Regions from separate parts of the Sus scrofa genome. Here region 2 is linked to region 1. A link is a contact called in public Hi-C data. All regions are on one chromosome and are shown on one strand. The core of a region is the stretch at or near the end of the contact, and the rest is flanking DNA. Distances in the headings are between cores, read along the strand shown. Region 1 has its middle 150 kb from the start of GADD45G. Region 2 overlaps LOC106505879 (a long non-coding RNA gene).

Region 1 (4,831 bases), core at 1,498-3,997:
GGTTTGATCCCTGGCCTTGCTCAGTGGGTTAAGGATCCAGCGTTGCCGTGAGCTGTGGTGTAGGTCACAGATGCAGCTCGGATCCTGCATTGCTGTGGCTCTGGCGTAGGCCGATGGCTACGGCTCCGATTGGACCCCTAGTGTGGGAACCTCCATATGCTGAGGGAACAGCCCCAGGAATGACAAAAAAAAAAAAAAAAGAAATGTTTTTGAATGTGGCAATAAATAACCAAAATCACATCCGCAGATCTCTTGATTTTTCTTTCCCAACCTGTTCCAACTCCATCATCTCCATCTCTATAAACGAAAGTGCTGTTCTCCCAGGTGATCTCACCTTAAACCTAGACTCCTCCTCGTCTTCCTTCCTCCATCTCCCTGCCCCCCCCTCCCCAAAATATGTCTGCAAGGCCGCTGCCCAGCCCAGGTGGCTGTCCCCTCCCCTGAAACAGGGCAGGGCTTCTTAATCAGTCTCTCCCTCTTACACTTTCCTTTCCCCAGTGAATTCTCTACCTCAAAACTAGTGGTTTTCTTAAAGTGTAAATCAGATCTGTGTCTCCCCACTTGAAATCCTTCAGTGGCTTTTTCTTGGACTTCAATAAAACCCAGTCCTTGTCAGGGCCTCGACCTCCTGACACCCGGGGCTGCTCCTGGCCTTCCTTCCTCATCTTGTACCACGGGCCTCTTCCCTCACTTCTCTCCTTCAACCTCAGCTGAGCCTCCTGCTTAGGACATGCCTTCCACTCCATGTCCCCTCTGGAGAGAGGCCTCTCCTGACCCATGAAGCAAAAACAAAGTCCCCACCCCACCCCCATCATGATTCCCCCAAGCTTTGGATCAGTTCCTTCCTAATGCTTGCTAAGTTATCATTTTTGTTGGTGCTATTGTTTAATCTAACTTACCCTCTGCACAGATCTGTGAAGGGCAGCAATGTGTCTGCACAGGTGACCATAGTTGGCCCACTGTTTGCCTGGTTCCTGGGGTTCAGTAGGCGCTCAGCATTTGTTGGATGAAGGCAAAGGCCTGAGACCTTACTGGTGCTTGTGGAGAGTGGATAAAAACTCTGAAACATTGGGCTTCCTGGTGAGACACCAGAAAGGGCCTTGGCATTGACTTTGTCATACGAGGAATGCCTCATAAGTCTCTAAGAACTAGAGGGTTGTCATGTAAACTTTGGGGAGCAGCAGTAACAAGAGACATCCCCCACATCCAATTATTTCAACAGCCTCGGTCCCACATCTGGAATTCAAGGTCAGGAGCCGGGAAAGGGCCAGCGGCCAAGCCAGCAGCTGCCTGATACTAGAAATTGAACATCTCTGAGAAGCGCTGAAGAGTCGCCACAAAACAAGCACAGACTTTGGTCAAAGCACTTGACAACTTGCGCAAACACTGAAGGCTCAGTGCCTCATCTCTATAGGACAATGACAAAGTGTAAAGGGGAACTAGAATGAAAATGCATCTGTGAAGTAGGTATTCTCTTTACACAGGATCTCCTTTTCCATGAAATAGTTGCTTTCCTTACCTGACTTTTATTTAAAGAGCTATTTGTGGTCACTTCTTTTCTTTCTCTTTCTTTCTTTCCTTTTTTTTTTTTGGCCGTGCCGCCAGCATGTGGAAGTTTCCAGACCAGGGATCGAACCTGCACCACAGTCGCCATCTGAACCACAGCACAGACAACACTGGATCCTTAACCCGCTGAGCCACAAGGGAACTCATTGCAGAGTTATGAAAAACCAGAGGGAAAAACAAGTCTATAAGATGTGTCCACCTCACAAGTCCACATGTCCACAGGACATGAACCTGGTGCGGGTTGGGAGACAAACAAAGTCACCCTCCTAGAGTTATCCCCATGACGACATCAGATAACTGGGTGAGAGTCATCACCAGACGGCGTTGTGCCTGTATTTGAAATAGGGCCTCAGCTGAGACCAAACTGGGACCTGCACCCTGGTGATGAAGGACACGGCAGACAGCTCTGCATGGGCATGATGGGGTTTATTGCCAGGTAAGGAGGAATGGGGAGTTCATGACAAGTACCTGTGGGACTCACTAATGTTGTCATTTCAAGTCTCCCCAAACACTAACCTTGACTATCAAACATCACTGGTTTTCCGAACTAAACATTAACCATGTTCCTTCTAAACGCAAAGTCAAACAGTTACTACACTCGGTGTCTTACTGGTTTGTGGCATGTGTGCTTTTTAAGGCTCGAATCTATAAGAGGTTTCTCTCTGTTGAAGGGTCCAAATAGCCACCCTGTGAAATCCCACATGACAAAAGGACAAATGTGGTGGGAAAAAGTACCCCCCCCCCAATGCTGTGCCAGCCAGAATTGCTCCACATTGGGCTGCGACATACAGGGGACCCTGGACCTGAATAGTTTGCTGAGGGACACTGGGAGGCAGCAGCTGGGTCTGTAAGCTTGAGCACAAGGGACAGGAAACACGAGTGAGGGGTCCCTTCACAGCTCAGAGGTCTTCATTCACCAGGGAATTAGATAGAGAAGGCCTCATAAAATTCTGGAATTCGTGTCATGGAGACCTCTGTTGAACCAGCCTCTGAAGGGCTTGCAGATACAGGAGTTGCATAGTATTTTTATTTCGTAAGGGCAAAGAAAGTTGCTTTTGGAAAGAAAACACTCATTATTAACCTGGATCTGGGCCAATCCAAGATCAATATGTGCTAGAATATTACCCAACTCCAGATGACCTGTCAGCCTCGCAGCCTTGTTGTCACTGCCTCCGTGATAACAGAGAGCCATAAAAAGAGGTCGTCATTACCCAGTCGGTAACATATCCTTCAGCCCACAGCCCAGCACCCAGGCTCCTTTCCCCGCTCCCGGCAGGCAGCTCCCTCCACCTCTGATGCCTCTGCTCTCTCAGACCTGCCTGACCATCTCCAGCCTTGAACCCGTGTCTCCCGAACTCTTTTGGTTCTTTAGATCCTCGATGCTTGCTGTCAACATAGAATTCTCGTATGTCTATAAATTCGAGTGTGTTTAGGTGTAAACAAGATCTTGTTTCCTGAGGGACTCCATGGCAATAGAAATATTTATGGTTCCATGTCAATGATGGTTCACTTGTTGCTTTGCTACAATTTCAGTTCTATCTGTCCATCTAGCATCTGGCTCACACAGAAAGAGTCATCAAAGACACGGCTTTCAGTCTCTCCCCAAATGTCATCCTAGCATTTGGGCACAGGAAGGATAGATAATCATTGCAGTGCCACTATGAAAACACATTTCATTTGGCTTGGCTCAGAGTTGTGCTCTTTCACTACTGAGCTCTCTGATTACTTGGACGCATGGAGGGTGAGAGGAAGTCACAAAAGGGAAACACAGCCCTTGTCACCCAAACGAAGCCCCCCAGGCTGACTGCTCTAAAAGCTGGAAACCCAGGTGGGAAAGAATCAAGAATTCGACTTTTGACTAAGCACAGGCGTCAGCCTCAAATGGAAACTGACCAGGATCTTTGCAAAATCACGCATGATCTTAAGCCAGATTTCAAGGCAAATGAGTTGCAGAAAGGATCTGGAGCCAGAAAGCATCCCAGTGGGAGGTCCTCTGCACTTCTAGGTAAAGGCTAAGGGTGTCTTTTAAATGAAATCAATTCTCCAAGAAATTAGTCTAGGGCCAGAGTGTCTGGTAAATAAGTATCTCTAAGATTTCCCTGTAGCATCTTTCATTATGAAACAAAGTAGTTCAGCCTGCAATTGCTGGTGTTTTACTCACACCCACACACCCACACATGAATATTTTACTGTTACTGCTACCCCTCATTCTGATCACTTTTTTTTTGTTTAATGTCTTTTACTTGTTATGGTTGTTGTCATTTTTCTCTTTAGGGCTGCACCAGCGGCATGAACTTTTTAAAAAATTATTTGCTATGTTGTCTAAATTACTAATTTTCAGTTCATAAGACTTCCCCTAGGAGTTCCCATTGTGGCTCAGCAGGTTAAGGACCTGACATTGTCTCTGCAGGGGATGCGGGTTCCATCCCTGACCTGCTCAATCCCTGGCCTGGTTCAGTGCGTTAAGGATCCAGCATTTCTGTGGCTGTGGCATAGGCCTCCGCTGCAGCTCTGATTCCAGCCCTGGCCAGGGAACTTCCATATAACATGGGTGCAGCCATAAAAAGAAAGTAAAAAAAAAAAAAAGACTTTCCTCAGAGCTTCAATAAAGTCTGGAGGAATCTTAGAATAGTAAATACCTCAGGTGGAAAAGAGGCCGAAATTTTCCTCCATAAAAGGAAAGACAGTGGAGACAGGAGCATTTCTTGGTCTCTGCCCTCCATCTCCAGGGTTTAATCAGAGCTTGTTCTTGTCCTCAGCAGCCCTGTACAGGCAGCCTCTGCCTGCCATGCTCTCCCCCAACCCACTCCAGTCACCCCCTCACCAGCTCAGGTGCCACTCACCCATGAGGTGGCCCCACTGTCCTTCCCCATGTCTATCTCTGATTCTTGCAGGGACAGAAAACTCAAGTCTCAGCTTTGCAATGATATGCCTGATTTGATGCAATTTCATCATTTAATTAAAGATGCATTTTTATCTTGATTTTTGCAAGCTGCCCTGGGGATCATTAGCACATAAGAGCTCCATTTTAAGACTGTCTTATTGTCCCCTAAACTCAGAAACAGCTTCCTACAATCCTTCCTGTAGAATCACACACAGCCCTGGTCCACTCTGAGTATCCCAAACCAATTTGTCCACACAGTAGCTCTGCCATGAATTCCCCAGGAAGCTCTCTGGGTGCAGTGGCGGGCTGCAGGATACCACCTGAGAGGAGGTGTGTTACATATAACACCAAGTATGACTGAATTTTAGCATTTTATGGGAA
Region 2 (4,831 bases), core at 788-3,287, 270 kb before region 1:
GCCTGAGAGGCGGGGCCTTACAGATGACATGGGGCTCTGTGCTCATTTTACAAGATTAAATGGAGGCCTAGGGGATCATGTGACTCAGAAACCTGAGGGCTAAGAAGGATCCAGAATCCATTCACCACCTCTTAGTTCAGACCTTCTAGGCACGGAGTCTCTGACTGCATAGTCAGTGTTCAGTCAATACAAAATCGGTATTTTAGTTTGAAAAAGATGGAGTTCCCGTTGTGGCTCAGTGGTTAACAAATCCAACTAGGAAACATGAGGTTGAGGGTTTGGTCCCTGGCCTTGCTCAGTGGGTTAAGGATCTGATGTTGCCATGAGCTGTGGTGTGGGTCGCAGATGCGGCTCAGGTCCTGCATTGCTGTGGCTCTGGTGTAGGCCGGTGGCTACACCTCTGATTCGACCCCTAGCCTGGGAACCTCCATATGCCGAGGGAGTAGCTCTAGAAAGAAAAGGCAAAAAGACAAAAAAAAAAAAAAAAAAAAAAAAGAAAGAAAAAGAGCAGAAGAAAATGAAGACAAGGAAACCCTGGAAGACCTGAGTCAGAGAGACTCAGAAAGGAAGTGGTGGGTGTGGTAGGATGCCCGACGCTTACCTGTAAGCTTGGCTCTAATGCCAAGCCTTCCTGGAGCAGGCTGCACAACTGGGGAGGATTATTCACATTCAGCCATGCAGACTCTCCCAGCATCAACATCTCATCTGCAGAAGTCCAGGCAGAGAGCTGGACCCCTGGCTGCTGCGCCGGTTGGGGTTTTCATGCCATCTGCCTGGGGAGCTGCAGGGAGTATGCTGGCAGCCATATGGAAGACTACAGAGAGCTGGATGGACCAGCAACTTGGAACCCACTGCCAAATGGCCCACTTCCTGGCCTGACAACAACCTGTATCCCTCAGAGGAAAATAACATAAATGTAGGACCGATATAACATAAACATACCATAAACATAATAGGATACCTTGATTAGTTTCAAATTGGGTCTAACAGAGCAAAAACAGCCTCCCATCAGTCCTGGGGAAGGGCCTCCATGGTGGGACAGTTGCATAGCAGTGGGTGTTGAGCAACCCAGCAGGCCAGCATCACGGGAAAGGAGCTGGGCTGGCCAAAGCCAGAATACAACCTGCACGGCCTGCATCCCATTACTTGCTCCAGATGATTTCCTGTGGTCTGATACAGTCTCCCCTCTTTCTTACTCTGCAGCTTGCAATGGACTTACCTTGTAGTTTTGTGGGTGAACGAGATAGTAGATTTGGACTCTCTCATAGTGACCACTGAGCCACGATGGTCAGTCTCCAGGAAGCTCCCTTCTCAAGGAGAGACTCTGTCCTAATCAATCATGTGACTCAACCCTCTGTCTATTGAATTTTCTTGAAGCAGGACATCCATGGAACATACCACCCTGTCTGAATCGGCAATGACTTGCCCCAGGAGCCCTGAGGAGGGGTCCAGCAGAGGGAAGGCAAATGGGCCAAAGCCGCTTCTAGGAGCCAGATGCATTCTCACATATGGAAGGCCAAGTGAGGGCACAGCCAGTTGTATGAAGCAACATGACCTCAACAACCCCAAACAGACTTAAAACTAAACTACACAAACACTGCCCTGCATAGCAGCAAGGAGATTTCTATCTCCTGTGAAAACAGGCAAATAGCCAGACACCCTCTGAGCTTTCTGTTTGCAAGATCTCCGTCCCGTAGGAGGCTAATTGGCACCTGGGGGCAAATCTCAGCCCTCGTGAAACCCACCATCATACCAGGAATCCCACCTCTGGCTGAGAGAAGTGGTGACCCAAGGGGAGGCTGGATGCCCAGAAAGGAAAGAGAGTGCACTTGGACTTTTTCTCACCTCCGTGGAGTGCCACTGGGTTTACTCCCTACCGTGGTTTCCATTGTTATTAAAAGAAAATAAATGGTTAAACATGAAAACAAAAACAAAGCTTTCAACACCTCAGCTGTTGCTGTGTACAGACACACTGTATTAGCAACCTAGCACTACTTACCCTCTGCTTCTTTCATTCTGCGGGCATTTAACAAATATTTACTACATGCCGTGGAGACACAGATGAACAGATGTGGTGTCCTTTGCCCGAGGAGAGCAGGGTCGGATGAGAAGGTGGACATTGAGCAATTTCAACACAGCATCGATGTGTTGTAACAAACACACATGCGAGGACAATGGGAACACAGGGAGAGCAGGAAAACTGCATGAAGAGATGTGTGGGGATGTGGTCTTGGGGAGACAAGGGGCCCCTGGAGCAGTCATGCTAGAAGCACACAGGGTGGCTTGGGAAACCAGAGACTTGGAGTGTTTTTTATTTTGTTTTGTTTTTAGTCCTTTCAAGGCTGCATCCATGGCATATGGAAGTTCCCAGGGTAGGCATCAAATCAGAGCTGTAGCTGCTGGCCTACGCCACAGCCACAGCAACACCAGATCCAAGCTGCATCTTCGACCTATCCACAGCTCACAGCAATGCCAGATCCTTAACCCCCTGAGTGAGGCCAGGGATTGAACCTGCGTCCTCATGGATCCTAGTCCAGTTCGTTACCACTGAGCCACGACGAGAACTCCAGGCCTGGAGTGTTTTGAAACAAGAGCATGAGGGTGGCTGGGAGGTGAGAAGGTGCAAGAGGCAATCAGGTGTGAGCCCTGACAATGGCGGTTATGCGAGGGCTTTAGCAAGAGGTGCCAACACCATATGAGCCAGCATCCTCTGGTCTGGAGCTGGGAGGGGTGCAGGCAGCTACGTGGGAGGCAGCGTGCCCAGAAAAGAGGTTATTCTGAACAAGAAGGGAAAAGTTTGGACAGGGGCCTTCATTCGGCCTAGAACTGTCCTGATCAACACTGTACAAGAGATGCATCTATAACTGAATTTCCTAGAAACTTCATTTAAAACATAGGTGGAAGATATTATAAGAAAAAGAATATATGTGTGGGGGGGGTGGGTGTGTCTGGGTCACTTTTCTGTACAGCAGCAATTGGCAGAACATTGTAACTCAACTATAATAAAAAATTAAAAATAAAAAAGTGAAAAGAAGCATGTGGAATTAATTTTTATACTAAAAGTCATTTTCCCCAATATGGATCAAATATTATCATTTCCACATAATTAGTACTCCCAAAAAACCATCATTTATTTTTAACCAGTTATTTTTCATTATTTTCTCCATACCAAGTCTTAAAAACTCTGTGTATGTTTTACACACACAGCACATCTCTATTGGGACCAGCTGCATTTCAAGGACTTGATGACCACATGTGGCTGGTGGCAGCCGTGTGGGCCAGAGTGGTCCTAGAGTCTCCGATGTGCATCAGAGGTTCACTGTGGGCCCTAACTGCTCAGAAAGCTATACTTGCTGATTCTTCTTTCTCAAAAGATAGATCAAAATGAGTTTCCACTTGCCAAAAGGCATCCAAATATTCCAAGACTTCAACTGCAAGTCACAGGACTAGGGTGGTGGGAAAAGCTGTCTTAAAATAAACACACACTCCATAATTCTCTTTGATTTCCAAAGCTCGAGGGGGGAGAGGGTGCATAGGACAATTTGCATTTTAATAAAGACCGCCTCTTGCAAAACGATTCTCAACCTTCTTAATGAATGCCTCCCAATAACAATAATTAACTTCAGAAGGTGCTGTGCCAGCATTCACTAATGAATGCCCTCCCAGGCAGACCCTGTTTTGATTGACTTAAAGCAAGGCTTTTAAGTAACCCAACTGGCATGGGGCCATACAGGGAGTTGGGTTCATGGAACTTGTTTCCCAGAAGGAAAGCAACTTAAATAACTCATATCAGGCCACAAGGGAGATTGGTATTAGAAGCAGAGCTAGAGCATGGGAAATCTGTAGCCAAGTTTCAGTACTTAAGACCTCAGGAGTGGCGCTTAGGTGTCCTTTTTAAAAGTGCCAAGCAGGCACTGCAGACACTAGCAGCCTCACATGGGTGTGTTGGTTCTGTCTTATCAGCTCCCCATTCCCATGACTAATGCTCTACCCTGCCCAGGACGTGTAGGTTTAGTTGAAGATTTGGCCATATCGAAGGAGCTGTTGGGTTCCTCAATACTTGCTACATCACCCCCTCAAGGCTTGGACCCGGTTTGCAGAATTCCCATCCCAAGCTCCCTAAAATTCTAGGCTCCTTTCCAAAACTTGGTTTTGACAACAATGTGATGGGATTTGCATGCCTACAATAACCTTCTTGCACAGGCTGCCATGGCCCAGTGCTGACTGTAGAAATAGCAGTCGTGAGAGAAGCCTACTTTCTCTGACTTAATACATATGTGTCAAGCACTAACCAAATGCTTTGCATGAATGAGCTCAACAGAATTCTCCTCTACAACCTCATGAAATCCATGTCCTCAATATCTGCATCATACAGAAAGAGAAACCCTGGGCAGATGAGTAACTGGCTCTGGTAGCTCAGTAAAACCTGCCAAAGCTGGTTGATTCCAGGGGAGGATCTTTAGACCGCTAGACTATTCACCCTCCTTCATTTAGCTGTGGTAAGTTTCTTGTCTTGCATGGTTATGAGAAAAATACATTCTGGTAGGAGGGATTCTAAAAGGACCCCCAAGATTCCCACTCCCTCCCATGTACTTCCTGAAGAATCCTTTCCTTGTGAGGGTGGAATCCTTAAGCATTAGGAGGCATCATCCTCAGGGTTAGATTTCTAATCAGTTGACTTTGCCCATCCAAAATAGAAATTATCCAGGTGGACCTGACCTAAACAGGTGATCCTGGAAAGGACTGGGCACAACCTGAAGGAAGAGAGATTCTAAGAGTGAGAGAAGGTATAGAAGGGACCACATGGCAAGGGCCTAAGCACATCCTATAG

The links. A called contact is a pair of places that touch in the nucleus more often than the background predicts.
Region 2: a contact with region 1 is called in a Hi-C map of liver, with 1.9 times the contacts expected there. The contact joins two enhancer-like sites. A contact is called at or near these places in 3 of 47 Hi-C or Micro-C datasets (epiblast stem cells and liver).

The regions. Positions count from the first base shown.
Region 1 is chr14:1,317,422-1,322,252 of Sscrofa11.1, reverse strand. No RefSeq gene overlaps it. Among named protein-coding and RNA genes, the nearest start is that of GADD45G, 150 kb to the right of the region's middle. Within about 2 kb of position 2,747, at least 5 of the 83 cell types and tissues checked have an H3K27ac peak or open chromatin away from gene starts, as enhancers often do. A contact at or near this core is called in liver, where this site is marked.
Region 2 is chr14:1,582,872-1,587,702 of Sscrofa11.1, reverse strand. The region is part of intron 5 of LOC106505879 (a long non-coding RNA gene); the gene reads right to left. Among named protein-coding and RNA genes, the nearest start is that of DIRAS2, 380 kb to the left of the region's middle. Within about 2 kb of position 2,037, at least 3 of the 83 cell types and tissues checked have an H3K27ac peak or open chromatin away from gene starts, as enhancers often do. A contact at or near this core is called in liver, where this site is marked.